Linked DNA regions of Mus musculus: region 1 is linked to region 2. A link is a contact called in public promoter capture Hi-C data. All regions are on one chromosome and are shown on one strand. Each heading gives the region's core, a stretch centred on a gene start, on an enhancer-like site or on the middle of the called end of the contact. The rest is flanking DNA. Distances are from core to core; before and after follow the strand shown. Region 1 holds the start of Nrde2 (nrde-2 necessary for RNA interference, domain containing). Region 2 has its middle 61 kb from the start of Gm40554.

The links. Promoter capture Hi-C pulls out the DNA fragments that hold promoters and counts their contacts.
Region 1: a promoter capture Hi-C map of hippocampal neurons shows a contact between it and region 2, with 3 times the contacts expected there. The contact joins the promoter of Nrde2 here to the enhancer-like site in region 2. A contact is called at or near these places in 5 of 39 promoter capture datasets (embryonic stem cells, hippocampal neurons, liver and 2 more), 1 of 15 datasets of contacts at CTCF or cohesin (large pre-B cells) and 2 of 115 datasets of contacts at active chromatin or transcription factors (astrocytes and large pre-B cells).

The regions. Positions count from the first base shown.
Region 1 is chr12:100,157,411-100,162,319 of GRCm38.p6, reverse strand. It overlaps Nrde2 (nrde-2 necessary for RNA interference, domain containing), which reads left to right and starts at 2,667. Exons shown (of 14, transcript NM_001290303.1): 1 at 2,667-2,780. The coding sequence starts at 2,717.
Region 2 is chr12:99,082,331-99,087,624 of GRCm38.p6, reverse strand. No RefSeq gene overlaps it. Among named protein-coding and RNA genes, the nearest start is that of Gm40554, 61 kb to the right of the region's middle. Within about 2 kb of position 3,259, at least 41 of the 459 cell types and tissues checked have an H3K27ac peak or open chromatin away from gene starts, as enhancers often do. A contact at or near this core is called in hippocampal neurons, where this site is marked.

The DNA of each region.
Region 1 (4,909 bases), core at 1,418-3,917, 1.1 Mb before region 2:
AGAGAAACCCTGTCTCAAAAACAAAAACAAGACAAAACAAAACAAAAAAAAACCCCAAAAATAACAACCCAAGTCCTCTGTAAGAGCAGCAAGTATTCTTAAGCACTGGCCTTTACCACTCGAACGTTGATCATTTAAACCAAAGGTCAGCACAGCTTTTCAGGAAAGGATCACATAGAAACATTGGAGACCAAGCAGGATTTCCAGCCTCTGCGGCAGCTACACTGAAAATTAATTCTGTACGTTTTCAAAATGTACTGGGCATTATGGTACATATCTTTAATCTCAACACTTGCGAAGCAGAGACTGGCAGATCTCTGTGAGTTTGAGGCCAGCCTGATCTACACAGAGAGTTCCAGGACAGCCTAGGCTACATAGAGAATCTGTTTTTTCAACATTTGTTAGGGTGAAAGCTACACACTCCATACAAATGTCTGTGTCTGCTAAACCTTTGCAAAATTTACTCGTATGTTACACTAAAAGTGAAGTTTTGTTTTAATTGAGAGAAAGGCAAGAGGATAAAGAGTCTGAGCCTGTACTACATACTGAGATCTATCTAAAAACAAAACAAAAAAAAAAAAAAACCAAAACAAAAACAAAACTAAAACCAAAAGACAGGGCAGGTGAGATGTCTCAGTGGCCATCAGCTCCTGCCACATAAGCATAATGACACACACACACGTACACACACACAAATTTTAAAAAAGTAAAAATCCTCCCAGAAAACAAAACTTTAGAAATCTGTATCAGTAACTTGATTATATATTAAGTTGTCCTTATGAATTGCTTACGAAAAGTCTCTTACATGTTTGTAAATACACAAATATCCACTACAGCAAGATTCCTTGTTATCAATACATTATCATGGCTTTCAAAATTTTTTTGAAGCCTTTCACATTTAATTCTTATTTTTCTGGAATAGAAAGAGATGAAACATTGGGGAAAGACTGTAACCATTTTAGTTAGTTTTGTTTTCTGTTTTGTTTTGAGACAGTGTGATAGTTTGTATATCCTTGGACCAGGGAGTGGCACCATCTGAAGGTGTGGCCTTGTTGGAATAGGTTTGACCTGGTTGGAATGGGTGTGTCACTGTGGGTGTGGGCATAAGATCCTCACCCTAGTTGCTGGAAGTCAGTCTTCCACTAGCAGCCTTTGGATGAAGGCATAGAACTCTCAGCTCCTCCTGTGCCATGCCTGCCTGGATACTGCCATGCTCTCACCTTGATGATAATGGACTGAACCTCTAAACCTGTAAGCCAGCCCCAATTAAATGTTGTTTTTTATAAGACTTGCTTTGGTCATGGTGTCTGTTCAAAGCAGTAAAACCCTAACTAAGACAGACAGGATTTCTCAGTGTAGCCCTGGCTGTCCTGAAACTTGCTTTGTTGATCAGACTGGCCTCAAACTCACAGAGTGAGTGCCAGTGCCTCTGACTCCAGAGTGCTGAGATTAAAGGTGAGCATCATCGTGCCCTGATGCAGATATTGATTTAATCAACTGAGATAACTTCCTGTCAGGTTTGGCGGAACTTGAGATTTACAGTTGAAGACAAGTGGATTCTACTGGCCTCCTTTTTCCAAGTACTTTTAGGGACCTGAAAACTTGGACATTTATTTTGGACACACACAGTTTACATGGTACACACAGTTTACATGGTACACGGAGCTGCTTGGATAGGTTTCCATCCATTCCTTTGTTTAGATGATTAGTCACATCTCTGGGTTTAGCTTTTTTTTTTTTCTAAACTTTATTTTATTGTGGTGCCCTGTGCACTTGGAGGTCAGAAGACAACTTTGTGGAGCCTGGATGAAACTCAGGTATCCATGCTTGCTTGGTAGTACCTTTATTATTTAAGCCATTTCATTGGCTCCTGCACCCAACCTTTTTTTTTTTTTTGGTAGGGGAATCTCAAAAATACTTTATAGGTAAGTATATGCATTTATTGTCAAAGACCTTTATCTTATTGGGACTTTGTACTCTTCTGTATTCCTAGGGTATTTAAAATGACAACTTATATTTGGATCACTTACATTTTGCCGTGGAACTTGTCACATCTCACATAGAAGCTAATTTTTCATTTCTTTTCTTTCTTTTTATTGGCTTTTTTTGAGACATCGTCTCTATACAGTTCTGACTCTCATGGAAATTACTATGTAGACCAGCTGGTGTCGAACTCACAGAGATCCACTTGCCTCTACCACTGAGTGTTGGGACTTAAAAGGGGTTTGCCCCCACACCCAGTTTAAAGCCACCTTTTAAATGCTTCTTATGGGTGAAACAATTGCAATTTGTACATGTATATGTGTACGTATACATACACTCACACACACAATCTTGCAGAGGAGGAAAATGAATCTTACAGAATTTGATTACTTTGATCCAGTTTAAAGGAGGCAATGTGCTTTTACCAGAGGAGCTGAATTCCAGTTTCCACACCTTCCCCCCTCCCAACTTCCTCTTCCGGTTCCTGCTTGTCCATTGTTCAGTGAAGCCGGAGGGCACTAACTACAAGGAAACTGTTCTTCCTCAATCTCACCCTCTTCCCTCCTCCCCTCTCTACCCTTTGGGTCTCCGCACCGCCTTGCCCAGGAGTTAAGCCTTAAAGAGTGCAGGAAGAACTACATTTCCCAGAGTGCCTCGCGAGTCACCGTCCTCCAACCAGAGCTCTCCAGACGGCGCCATTTCTGAGGCAGGAGTGGTAGTGCGGCCTGTGATCATGGCGCTGTTCCCGGCTTTTGCGGACGTAAGTGAGGCCTCCGGTGATGGGGCATTCAGGAAAGGTAAGCACCCCAAAAGAGTCGAAAAAGACATCCATTAAATTAATGGCAGATTTTCGGGCCTGGGTCATGGCCTTTTTTCTTTGCTTTGTTTATCCACCTGTATCCCAGAGTTCTCCGCGGCGCTGCAAAGCCTTCTGGGTCTTGTCTGAAGTGTAGGGCCAGAGGCTCTTTCAGGCGCTACGGTGGTCAAGTAAGCGGAGGGGAAACTAAGCCTACGATGATGTCTGGCGCTAACATTACCGTATTTTTGGACTTCATTCTCCTAGAAGCTGCAATGATACAACTCCATTGCAAAAGAAACCCTCTTAAAATACTTGCAATTGTGGTTGGCGTAATTCTGATTTTTCCTTACTAAATTGTAACCGTCAACAAATTCCGAGACTGTCTATTCATTGTAGCACACTTATTAGAAACACAGGCCCAAAATATAGACGTATTCAATAAGTGTGTCAGGATTGATAATGCAACCTGTTGCATGAACGAAACTAAGTAACAACAGCAACAAATCAGTATAAGGTAGTATGCTACAAATGTCATAGATGAGCCACAGTCAACCATAAAAATGAAACGTTCAGAATTTTGGAATGGTCTTCAAGAGGATATGATTTGTATAGATAAGAATTCAGGGACCTTCAAGGGGCTGTGGAAGAGAAGCATGGGATTAGAGAACTGGGTGCGTATTTTAAATGCTAAGACAAGTGTCAGCTATAATGAAGTTAACCATGGCAGGTAAATGCAGAAAATACATCTAATACTGAAAGTGTACGGTCAAGTTGAAGGGCTGGCAGTGGTGGCATACACCATTAATTTCAGCACTTGGGAGGCAGAGGCAGGTGGATCTCTGAATTCAAGCTCAGCTTGATCTACGTAGTGAATTCTTGGACAGCCTGGGCCACAACATAGAGAGACCCTAATCTCAAAAAAGACCAAACCAAAACAAAATATAGTTAAGAAAATTAACTATATATTATTTAACTATGAGTTACTGTTCAGCTTTCTTTACGGTTGGTTTGCTTATAGGGATCCAAAAGAAGTCAGAATTCTCTCTCTCTCTCCTTTCTCTCTCTTCTTTCTCTCTGTCTTCCTTTTCTCTCTGTCTTCTCTCTCTCTCTCTCTCTGAGAGAGGGGGTGTACTGGCTGGTTTTGTGTGTCAACTTGACACAAGCTGGAGTTATCACAGAGAATGGAGCCTCCCTTGAGGAAAGGCCTCCATGAGATCCAGCTGTAAGGCATTTTCTCAGTTAGTGATCAAGGGTGGGAGGATCCATTGTGGGTGGTGCCATCCCTGGGCTGGTAGTCTTGAGTTCTATAAGAGAGCAAGCTGAGCAAGCCAGTAAGAAACATCCCTCCATGGCCTCTGCATCAGCTCCTGCTTCCTGACCTGCTTGAGTTCCAGTCCTGACTTCCTTGGTGATGAACAGCAGTGTGGAAGTGTAAGCTGAATAAACCCTTTCCTTCCCAGCTTGCTTCTCGGTCATGTCTGTGCAGGACTAGAGACCCTGACTAAGACAGAGAGTTGGCCAGAAACCCACAGAGATCTGCCTTCCTAGTGTTGGGATTAAAGGCAAGTGCTCCCATGTCCAGGCACACTGCATTTTCTGCATGTACCCGTAGGTCCCCTTGAGTATGAAACAGTTTCTCTGCTCTTGTATTTTCTCAGGTGATATATTTGTTGAGGAAGCTGGTTATCCATCCTGAAGATGTTTCCCGCTAAATCTTCCTGTAACTTGCTCCTTTATTTATCCATCCCATTATTTCCTGGGAACTGATAATTAGATTTAAAGAGCCGATAAGATCTAGCTATATACTTTTTGTTGTTGAGGGTAGCTTGTTTGGAGTGCTGCACAAATATTAAGTCCTATCAGGAGGGTCCAATCTTTGATTTCAGTGATATTAAGGGGGTCCGTGTTGGGCATCAGATCCCCTGGGATTAGAGTTAAGATGGTTGTGAGCCTCCATGTAGATGCTGGAAATCAAACCTTGGTCCTTTGAAGAACAACCAGTGTGCTTAATCACTGACCCGTCTTTCCAACCATGCCATTACACCTTCATCTGATAATTTTGCAGTGATGTTTTTTATATTCTTGTGACAGGGTCTCACTGGGACCCAGATTAGCCTCCAGTGTGTA
Region 2 (5,294 bases), core at 2,010-4,509:
GAGCCTGGAGAATCAGCAGCCACTGGGCAGAGTGGAGAGAGAGGCTCGAGGTCTCCACGAGGATAGAGCTGTTAAAGAGCAGTACAGACGAGGAGCTGAGCTGGGCTCATTCAGAGAACACCAAGTGGCTGGGGATGAATAGCTGGGGTGGTGCTGTGGGCAAGTGGTAGATTCGTATGAAATGGAGGGCGCAGAGGCAGGTCCCCGAGAGCCTGGTAACCATGGCAACTGAGATGTGCACAGGCCAGTAGAAAGATGCTGGGAGATTTCAGCAAAGGGATACTCGGATCAGGCTTGTGTGTGGTTGGAGAAGAGAAAGGAGGTTTTTCTTTTTTCTTTTTTAATGAGTTGGCCAGACACACACACACACACACACACACACACACACACAGACTTTCTGTGTGCGTCCCTGTATATTTGTGTGTTTGTTTATGTTAGTCATAAAAAGCTCTGGAGCAGCCATTCCTAACACTGCCACTCTTTAATCCAGTTCCTCATGTTGTGGTGACCCCAACCGTAAAACTGCTTACTACTACTTCATAGCTGTAATTATGCTACTGTTATGAATCACAGCGTAAATTATCTGAAATCACAGGACATCTGACATTCGACCCCTTTCCCTACCCCCAGTTTGGTTGGGACCCACAGGTTGAGAACCACTGCCTTGGAGCAAAGCACAGAGCGAGGGGAGAGCGGAGGGGTGCACACATTGGTTAACAACCTGGGACCGCTTGATGAGGGGAAGACCAGACAGCAGGTGGAGGTGAGGTGAGATGAGGATGCTGAAGGGAACCCATGGGATGTGCAGAACCAGGGGCTGAGAGAAGTCAGCAAGGAGATGAGAGCGCCTAGCTAAGAGAGACACAGCCTGCGGCAGTGTCCTGGAGTGAAGGACTTCTGGAAATGGGTGCTCGATAGCAAAGATTTAAGCATTCAGCAGCACCATGGAGCGAGATCAAACCCAGAAGGGACTTGGCTGTAAACTCAGCCCCAGAATGGAACAAAGTGGTGGCAAAGGTACAAGAAGTCCCCTCAAGGGATTATTGGAGATGTGAGTGGGAATGAAGTTTTAGCCTGACCTCCTTGATGTAATAAAGACATGACTCGGGAAGAGAGGGTGCAAATGGTCAGGCAGACTCTAGCAACTCTCTGAGGAAATACATGGTAAGATAGTTACCTTACCATGGTAAGAGAGTGTGCATAGTTACCTAAGGACATTGCAGCGTAGACAGAAGAGTTGTGTGTGTGAATGTGTGTGTGTGTGAGTGTGAATGTGTGTCTGTGTTAGCTCTGAATGGTGTCCAACTCAGAGAAAGTAAACTTATGACAGATTTTGAGCTTTGAAAATTGCATTCTAAGCCCTCCTCAGACAGTGTGCTAAGAACTATTTAAGCTTATTTTTCTTGATAAAGAGGGTGGTGCTAATGGTGTGCAGATGGCCTGTGTGTGCTTATATATGTATATATGCGCATGTCTATGTATACATGCACACACACACATATATATACATACATGTATATATACATACATGTACATATGCACACATATATGTGTTTATGTATATATGTATATGTATGTATGCACACACACACACACACACACACACACACATCTATGCTTTGCAGAAAGCATCCTCAGAGTATCATGACTTGTCTTGTGTTTAGCACTTGGGTTCTTTTTCTACCTGAAACCTCCTTTCTCCTACTGCGTTAGCCACTCTCCTACTTCTATTGCTGTAATAAAATATCTTGGCAAAAGTAACTTCATGGAGAAAGGGCCTGTCTTGGCTCTCAGTTCCAGGGTACAGTCTGGGCTTGAGCAAGCTGGTCACAGTGCCTCAGCAGGCAGGAAGCAGAGGAGTGTGGGCGATCCTGCTCAGCTAGCTTTCTCCTTTATATGCAACCAGGGCCTAAGCCAAGGAGTGGTACTGCCCACTATTAGGGCAAGCCTTCCCCTTGGTTAACCTAATCAAAGATAATCCCTTGCAGGTGTTCTTGGGGGCCTGTCTCCTGGGCGATTCTACAGCCTATCAAGTTGACAGTCGACACTGCCTATCATACCTACGTAACCAAGGATCTTATTACCCGATCAGATGCTGTAGTTAGTTAATTCTGCAATCAGTTATGGTGCGGTACCAGACCAAATAGCTGATCACCTCCCTTGCTCTCTGTTGGACTGTTGGTGTCAGCCAAAGGCCCATGTGTTAAAGGCTTGGTTCCCACCCATTGCACTACTGAGAGGTAGGGACCTGGTGAAGCTATTAGGGGCATGCCCTTGAAGAAGGCATTGGGAATATACTTTCTGCCCTGTTTCCCAGACACGATGAGGTTAACAGGCCTCCTACTTTGTGTACTCCCACCATGATTTTGTCTTACCACAGAACCAACCAGCTATAGACTTGAAACCTTGAAAACTGTGAGCTTTTAAGATAAAGCAATCCGTCTCTTGAATTCATTTACAGTAATGGCATACCATCACAGCCCTGTGCCTCCAAGCACAGTGACTTAACGACCATTCATTTCGCTGAGACCACCATCTTTAGGTAAGAGAACCTGCCCGGGGCACTGATTCAGGGCTCTGTGTTCCTTCTTCTGTCTTGCTGCAGTCACCCCCAAAGTCATTGACTTCCCTTGTTGGTCTTCAAGATCAGAACCAAGTTAAAGGTGTTTCTACTTTCCTACTTCTAAGGATGGAAAGAAGGAATTTGGGGGTTTCTTTTCCTTCTTCTTAGGTGACTGACAACTGGGAGTAAGGTTCTGTGGTGGGATGTCCACAGACCTGGCTGCAGATAGCCGGCATTGGCCGTCAGCTCTGCTCACTGCTGCTGGAGCAAGCATCGACTCTCTCTCTCTCATGCTCCGTACAAAATGGTTTAACTTTGACCTCGCAGGCTGTGGCAGTTTCTAGGAACCCCTGGGAATAAATCCTAACGGCTCTTTTCTCTTACAGCTCTCTTCTTTTCCTTTTAGGAAAAAGGCCTTGTCAGAGGTTTAGCCATTGAAGCTAAGCCCCAGGATTCCTAATCCTTTCAGCCTCAGCTTCCCGACCTCCATGAGGCTCAAGGGCAGGGTCACGAATGTGTCGCAAGGCATAAAGGTGGACACTGCGTCCCAAGACTGGCCATCAAGGGGAGAGTTGAGGTGCCTGCTCTGTACCCCTGGCCTGTCCCTGCCTGGGGCATGCCTAGCCCTGTGTCGTCTGCTGGAGGGCGGTGCGGCAGCGCCACCGTGTGGCCGCGCGACATCAAAGCGCTGCGACTCCACCCGCTGGGGTTGTCGCGCTGCTCAGCCAGGAGCCTAGTTAGGATGCTTGGCTTAGGACATCTCCTCTGGTCCCCATATCGAATTTTTCTTTGCACTGCCCCCTGGTGGAGCTGTTTCTACCCCGAGGTGCAGAGGACTTATGCAAAGGGACAGTTATCATCAGAGGCTGCAGTCTAGCCGTCAACATGTACCCCAATGGTTTGAGCTCTCTGGTCTCAAAAAACGAGGAAAACAAAAAGCAAAAGTCCCCAGAGAGTCTCTCATCATGCCAGATCATGCGTTTTCCCGGAGTCAGGAGATGAGATATAACTCCCAGCCCCTGAGACATGCCCAGACAGACAGACATGGACCGCGTCTGCAGCAAGAACCACTCTTTCTACCTTCGGGATCTTTCGCTAGCCAATGTGTAGCACCCTGATCCAAGCTTGGTGATTCCAGGAATCGCCCCAGGGGGCTCTGCCTCAGCATAAATATTCCCCAGGTTTAGGAGGTCCCTATGTAGGCTGGGTTCTGGATACTAGAAAGGGAGACTTAACATCCCGCACTTCTGTTGCTATGGAAACGCCCCCCTCCCCGCAGGTAGACATATGTTAAACTCCAGCGATAAAAGAGCTATAGGGACCTTTAACTTATAGCGGCAGTGGGGGATGGAGGACTGCTCAAGGTCGCCCAGTTAACAAAGGTAAAAACCCAAGCCATTCTCCATTAGGAGAAGATGAAGCTTTGAGTACTCCTTGCTTCTCCATTCGGAGACATCTTCACAGAGTGAGGAGCTTTAGCCTGAGAAAGGCCCAGGAAAGATGGGGATTTGGAAAGAGAATTCATATCCAATCAGAGAACCTTGATTTTTCTACTTCTCCTTACTCAATCGGTTTCCAGCCTCTTCCTGGTCTGTTTGCAGAATAGGAGCACACCCAGAGCAGTATTATTGGTATCTGTCTGTAACAACGAAAGAAGAGACAGCCCAGTCATAAGGATCTGTCCCTGGTAGGTATATCCTGGGGGTGTTCACAAATAAATCTGGACCTGGTGCAAGTAACAATTTTAAAGCACTTGTCAAGTGTAAAGGAGCTCCAGGAACCAGCACATTCGCTGTTTACAAAATGTTGCAAGCCTTGTGATTAGCATCATTGTTCACGGAAGGAAACTGAAGCACAGTGAAGCATTTCAACTAAAGTCATTCAGAGAGCACCCAGCCTTCTCAAGTCCAGGTGCTCCTTCAGCCACCACGCTGCTGATGAAGAGGGGACACGAAAAGCATCTGTGTGCGCACGGGAGCCTGGGGGCCAGAGCCTGGGGCCCGGAGCCTGGAGAAAACAAAGTGTGCCCCCAACAACAGAGTTTTGCAATTAAAGTCCTGGGATGGTAGAAACAGGTCTCTCTCTCTCTCTCTCTCTCTCTCTCTCTCTCTCTCTCTCTCTCTCTCTCTCTCTCCCCCTCCCTCCCTCCCTCCCTCCCTCCCTCCCTCCCTCCCTCCCTCCCTTCCTTTCTTTATGAGACAGAAAGATGCTAAGATCTTCTTCTTGTGCTTGTCCTTCATCATTCTGTGTGGGAGGAAGATGTTCTCTGCATCTGGGAGAAATATCACCACATCATACACAGAGACCCACATGAACCCTTTGGTACCCTCTTAGACACAGCATCCTCATTCTCTACGGAATTGTACTTCTGTTTGGAGAAGGGATGCTTGCCCCTTTACAGCTTTTTAAAACTGGCAACGACAGATAATACAACAGGTTTTTTATTTTGTTTTTAAAGACAGGGTTCCTCAGGGTAGTCCTGGCTATCCTGGAACTTGCTCTGTGGATCAGGCTGGACTTGAATTTAGAGATTCACCTGCCTCTGCCTCCTGGATACTGGAATTAAAGTAGTATGCCACCACCACCCAGCTTTTTGTTTTGTTTTGTCTTGGTGTGTGTGTGTGGTGTGTGTATGTGTGTGTGTGTGTGTGTGTGTGTGTGTGTGTGTCTGTCTGTCTGTCTGTCCGTGTCTTTGTGTCTGTGCAGCCTATACTTTGGATAGTGGAGTGGC